2 separate regions of the Canis lupus genome follow, and region 2 is linked to region 1. Evidence: chromatin contacts called from public Hi-C data. All regions are on one chromosome and are shown on one strand. Each heading gives the region's core, a stretch centred on a gene start, on an enhancer-like site or on the middle of the called end of the contact. The rest is flanking DNA. Distances are from core to core; before and after follow the strand shown. Region 1 holds the start of MTAP (S-methyl-5'-thioadenosine phosphorylase). Region 2 overlaps LOC102153066 (a long non-coding RNA gene).

Evidence for each region. Hi-C and Micro-C count contacts between places; a contact is called where the count stands out from the background.
Region 2: a contact with region 1 is called in a Hi-C map of skin fibroblasts, with 3 times the contacts expected there. The contact joins the enhancer-like site here to the promoter of MTAP in region 1. A contact is called at or near these places in 7 of 9 Hi-C or Micro-C datasets (amygdala, blood, liver and 1 more).

Annotation. Positions count from the first base shown.
Region 1 is chr11:41,260,644-41,263,769 of UU_Cfam_GSD_1.0, reverse strand. It overlaps MTAP (S-methyl-5'-thioadenosine phosphorylase), which reads right to left and starts at 1,669. Exons shown (of 8, transcript XM_038552528.1): 1 at 1,511-1,669. The coding sequence starts at 1,654.
Region 2 is chr11:41,401,394-41,404,519 of UU_Cfam_GSD_1.0, reverse strand. All of the region lies in intron 4 of LOC102153066 (a long non-coding RNA gene), which reads right to left. Among named protein-coding and RNA genes, the nearest start is that of CDKN2B, 25 kb to the right of the region's middle. Within about 2 kb of position 1,494, at least 2 of the 20 cell types and tissues checked have an H3K27ac peak or open chromatin away from gene starts, as enhancers often do.

The DNA of each region.
Region 1 (3,126 bases), core at 420-2,919:
GGGCTGAGTAACACACCGGAGAGACCTGCAGACACCCGAAGGAGGATCTATCCCAGACCTTCCTACGCCGTCAGGCAAGAATTTCTAAAGTCAAGTTAACTGAGTTCTCAGCCAACCAAACAACCTAGAAGAGATCTTAAGTTCTAGCACCGATTTTTCCATTGCACTGTAATTCTACACACGCTCTCTCCCAAGCAAGACACCCCGCAGGACCCAGGCGTTTGAGAGCCCCAGGGCGGCGGGCCGCGCGCTTCAGCCCTCGCGCCCACCTCCCGGCCGGGACCCGCCAGGTGTGAGGCCCCAGGAAACTGGTCTCTAGCTTTCAGGGCTGCAACAAACCCAGAGGCCTCGAGGCAGGGCGCGGCCCCGGGCTCCAGGCCGGGGAGTCCAGAAGTCCCGGCACTTCCCCAAGCGCTGCCGCAGGGAACACTTCAGGACGGCAAAGCCCCGCGTTTGGAAGAAGAAGAAGAAAAAAAGCCGGAAGCTCGCCAAAGGGCCAGCACCCAGTTCACGTGGGCTCCGCGAGCCGAGGCGGGGCGGAAGCCGGAGTCCGGCGGGCGGGCAGGCGCCAGGAGCCCCGGCCCCCCCCCCCCCAGCCGGCGCCCCCCGCGGCCCCCGCGCACTGCGCCCCCCAAAGGGCTGCCCGCTCCCTGCGCCGCGCGGCTGCCGCGGAGCCCACCGGGGCGCGCAGGCGGGGGCCTACCCTCGCGAGCGTTCTCTCTCCCCCTGCCCCGCCCCGCCCCGCCCCGCCCCGGCGAGCGACCCCGGCCGGGCCGGGTCTCAGCGGCGTCAGGCCAGGCGCGTGGCCCCGGGGCGCGGTCCCCCGGGCGGGAGCGAGCGCACGGGGCCGGGCGGCTGCGGCCCGGGACGGCGCCTCTCACCTTCACGGCCGTGGGGGCGGCCCCCGAGGCCATGGCTGCGCGGCGCGGCGCGGCGGCGGCGGAGGCGAGGCGGAGGCCGGCGGCCGAGCGGGCGGAGCGGCAGCGGCAGCGGCAGCGGCAGCGGCAGCGGCAGCTCCGGACTCGCGGCGCGGAGTCCCGGGGGCGGCCCTGGCTCCTCCTCTTCCTCCCCAGGACAGCTGGATTGGCTGCTAGTGCGGGCTCGCCCCCGCCGCCCCCTTCCTCAATTCGAGGTTCCCGCGTCCCGCCCCTTCTGCAGACCTTTCCGGTTCGCGGTGCTTTCTCTCCCCACGCGGGTTCTGAGCAGCGGGGTCCCGGCGGTGAGCCCTTGCCCTGCCCCCCCACTCGGCGCTGCACTTCAACCGGCTCCGGTAACTTCTGCAAGACACACACACCCCCCCCCCCCCCCCCCCCCCGCTCCGCGAGCAGGCCCGGCGCGCTCGGCCTCCGCGGGGAGGTCGGGCGGGGGCGCCTTCCACAAGTCCTCGCGGGAGGGAGCTCCCCCTCCACCCGCTCCTCCCCCCCCTCCTCCTCCTCCTCCTCCCCCTCCTCCCCCTCCTCCTGGGGGGGGGCTGCTCCGCGACCTCCCTCCAGCTGCTGACGCGGCTCACCTTGCTCTTCCCACCACCTGGACCCCGAAGTCCTGGGAGGCAGAGCACCGACGGCGCTGACCCCGGACTCGGGGATGACAAGAAGGAAATAAACAGACTAACGTGCTCCTGGATAACCTGATGCGCAGACTGTAGCCTGCTCATCTTCAATTTCAGGGGAGGCGGAGACACTGCCACACCCCCCCCCCCCCCCCGCGCTTTGGCTTGACGCGGCCAAGGCCATCCCTAACCTCTCCCAGCTCGGCCAATGTCCAGTACACCTAGACTCAGAATCCAGACTCACGGGTTCATCGTCGTTCCCGTGTCCCCCTCTTCCCCAGCGCATAGCACCGGCCCTCCACTGCGACGGTCCCTCACTCTCAAAGTCTCCATCCCTTCCCCGCTAGGATAATCCACTTTACCTCCCTTGATGGATTAAGCTCTCCTAGAGTAAATGCTGGGTGGCAGCAATGTTCTGAGACACAAAAACTCTGCACATGACCCCGGGGGTGGAGAAGGACGGCTGTGGAAGAGTACACTGCCTTCTTCCCCTACAGCAGCAAAACACTGAGACGAGACACAAGTACAGTTTCATCTACAGTATCACTGTGGGGGTGCCGCCCATCTAACCTGTTCACTGAAATAGTATGGACTTCCACTCTCTTCTATTTATTAATTTATTTATTGCTCGCTCTAAGTCTGACTTTTTTTTTTTACGATGCAAGTTTTTTTCTGTCTCTTAAGTTACACAATGAAATGGGTAATGAATAGATTGGAGTGTTCCTTTGAAAGGGCAGAAGCCGGAGAGTCCCCCAAATGTGGTTTTCTAGGAGTCTGTCTGCTGATTGCTCTATTGGAGACCAGGAAGCCCTCTGATCAGAAGGGAACCATGGCAGGGACCCGCATACCCTGGGGTTTATCACTGCTATGTAATTAGGGGATCTTGACCAATTTAGGTGCTTTGATGTGATCAGCAAGTCCAGTGTCTACTCAGTACTGTGTCTCTGCCTAAGTTAGACCCTGTAAACAGGTCAGATACCATAAGCCTTAGAAGACCCTCAGAGAAGGAGGTGGAAACTTGGAAGGGGTTACACTGGACTTCTGGACTTTTCTACTGTAACTTGTAGGTCTGGGCTCAATCATTTGCTTTTGACCATGTGATATCTGTGAAGGGAAAATTGTCCCAAATCTGGTCAAGTTTTTTGAGTGATTTAATTCACAAGCCATTAATGGGAGACAATTAGCATTTCTAGATAAAATTTAAGCAATTTTCTAACCTCTTGTAAGAAACCAGGCACCTATCCACCAGCTGATTGTGAGGCAGTGTGTGTGTGTGTGTGTGACATGTAGTTTAAGACCAATTCGTTCACCTCCCAAGGAGATTCCTGCAGTTTTCATCATTATGCATTATGAGAAAAAGGCATACAAGTACTTAGGAGCATGGGACTGGCAAACTATAGGTGATTTGAACTCATAACAGCCACTACAGGGTTCTCTTAATCAAAATCCATTTTAGAAGAATGAGTCAAAGTAAATTTTCAGAAAGTTGAAAACATAACATTCAAATAAATATATAGTCAGCCGGTTCAGAGACGCACTTAGCTTATCAATAAAGGAACCAGCAGAGTGGCAAAGCA
Region 2 (3,126 bases), core at 245-2,744, 140 kb before region 1:
CGCCCTGGGCTGAAGGTGGCACTAAACCACTGAGCCACCCAGGCTGCTCACATTTTCTTTTCTTTAGTTATTGATTTTCTGTTTCTCCAGTTGCTAATCTCTGTCCTACTGACCCAAGGCATTTATTCATTCATTTAGTACTAATACGTACTGATTTGTACTAATAAATGAATACTAAATTAAATACATATATTATAGAAACATATATGTTGTATATATTTATTTTCTATTTATATCACATATCATTTATTATTTTATATAATTAATTTGTTTTATTTATATATTAAATATATATGTAACACATATTTAATTTAGTAGTCACATATTTATATTAAAGTATATCCGAAAATTTTAGAGCTAGCACATCAACCTAGTGATTTAAGATATTATTAAATAAATTTAAGTTAAAATAGCAGTATATTTACAGAGGCATAATGGCCCAGGTGGTATGTGACTATAGCAAAAATTATGAAGATGGAAGGCACCTGGGTGGCTTAGCTGATTAAGCATCTGCCTTCAGCTCAGGTTATGACGCCAGGGTCCTGGGCTTGAGCCCCTCATCCAGCTCCCTGATCGTGGGGAGCCTGCTTCTCCATCACCTCTCTCATTCATGTTCTCTCTCGTTCTCTCTCTCTCTCTAATAAATAAATAAAATCTTAAAAACAAAATAAAATCTAAAAAAATTATGAAGGTGGTACATGAACTGAAGCTTGGGAATCAATTAACTAAAGCACCAACAGCTGTTTTCACAATCTAAGCCATGGGAAGTAGTGTCACATTTTGAAAGAGGCAAATGTCTTACCTTCTAAATTATAAGTTCCTTGAGGGTAAATTCAGTCTCCATCTAGGTGAGTATATTAATATGTGCTCGACAACTGAATGCTGCATAGATTTGAAGACAATTGAAACTGTATTTGTGTGTATACATGTGTACATGTAATGATGGGGAGGGCACTGGACAAGGTGGAGTCAGGGTACAGCAGGGAGGGCAGGATTAACTGAACTCACAATGACAGATGAACCGGTCTTCATTCATTCATTAGTTTTATGTTGAAATCTATAAATACATTTCTATGCCACACCTCTCCAAAGAGCATTTGCGTACTTCCTACTTTTTGAAGACAGAAATAATAAAGATTTGGATTACTAAGATCTGTCAATAGAAAATTTTTTCACTGGGTATTATAATTATTCATTATTAAGTCCTTGTAAGTAGAAAATATGTAGTTCACTATTATATTTCTAGAGCCCAGGTCAATACCTGACACATAATAGGTTTTCAGGAAATATTTATTGAATGAATGAATTTATTAATGAATGCTTCAGTCCATAGAGAGTTGGCAGGAGAAGGCAAGAGAAGGAAGAGAGAATTTTCAAGATCCAAAGTGAAGCCATTTATTTCATGGCCTCTTCTGCCTACCAGGTCCAGCAATAAGCCAGCCAAGCAGTGATCTCACCTGTAGAACCTGCTGGGCAAGTCCAGTCAGCAAGTGAGGTGAGTCCCACCACTCATGTGTCAAACACAGTCAACTTGGCTAATAGATTCCCAGAAGTACAGTGTGACTGCTCTCTCTCTACATCCATGTCTGCGCTGGTAAACTAGATCTAATTATCCACCATGGAATTTGGCCAGTACACTGAGATTATGGTATGTTGAGAAATTTGAACTTTAACCACACATAAATAAAAGCACAGGGATCAGGGCCACTCCCTCTTACTTCTGGGTGATTTTTGAATTTTTTTTTTCAGAGAGAAAACAGTTGCTTGGGAGTCTGCAAGTTCTCTTTTTTTGTTTGTTTTTAAAAGTTTTGATTTATTTATTTTAGAGAGAGGGTGTATGTGAGCAGGGGGGGAGTGGCAGAGGGAGAGAGAGAGAGAATCTCTAACAGACTCCTTGCTGAGCACAGAGCCCAACTCGGGGCTCAATCTTACCACCCTGAGATCATGACCTGAGCCGAAACCAAGAGTCCAACAATTAACAGATTGAGCCGCGCAAGCGCCCCAGGAGTCTGTGAATTTTCAACTAGAGGGAAATATAAGTTAAACTGATTCAATTTTTTAATGTAAACTCTTTCAAATGTCTTTAAAATAATTTAAATCTATTGAATAATAATACCTGGAATTTTAAAAAGCAGCACCCTTTATTAATCCTCAAAAAATTGCTAGATGCAGAGAAAGTTACAAAATAAGTAAGATACAGTCCTTGATGCTCTCTTTTCTCAGTCAGATTTCAAATGAAGTAGTTCAAAGCCCTAAGAAAATGTTCTCCTTTGTCCCTCAGCAATAGATGCAGAAAGGTTAAGTCTTTCAAATTTACAATAGAAGGTCACCATGCACATTATTATCACATGTCCATGCAGTAGAATTAAAGATTCTAGTGTTCCTTTTTAAGCAAATTTTCCTGGCAAAGAAAAATTGTCTCAGGGTTATGCTCGTGTGGTATTCTCAAACTTTCTGGGTACATCTGGGCAAAGTCCTCTCCATGAACAAACTAGAGGTTGATCAGAGTTTTCTTCACTTAAAAAAAAAAAAAAAGAGGGGATCCCTGGGTGGCACAGCAGTTTAGCGCCTGCCTTTGGCCCAGGGCGCGATCCTGGAGACCCGGGATTGAATCCCACGTCGGGCTCCCGGTGCATGGAGCCTGCTTCTCCCTCTGCCTGTGTCTCTGCCCCTCTCTCTCTCTCTCTCTCTGTGACTATCATAAATTAAAAAAAAAAAGAGGTTTACAATAGGATCCCAACAGCTAGACAACTTCCACAGTGCCTTATGCTTTTGTCCACCATATGGACAAGTCTTCAGGGTCACACCCATCGAAGAGGCTCAGGTAATAACTGCTCTCCTCACCATTTCAGCACAGACTGCCTTTAATTTTCCCCCATTTCCTTCCCTCCAAATATAGCCCTTCTTTCTTGCGTTGAAGGATACCCCTTGGCAACACTCCTTCTGTATCTGTTTTATCTCCTATACCATCAACGTCTCTGCTATATTTGTTTTCTGTTTTCATGGGAATTTCTGTCTTGACAAGGTTACTTAATGAGAGAGAGGGAGTGGTATAAAACCACAGGAGTGACGAGAAAAGTCACAGCAAGCAAAGCTGATGTTATTGGCAGTGAGAAATGATAGAAT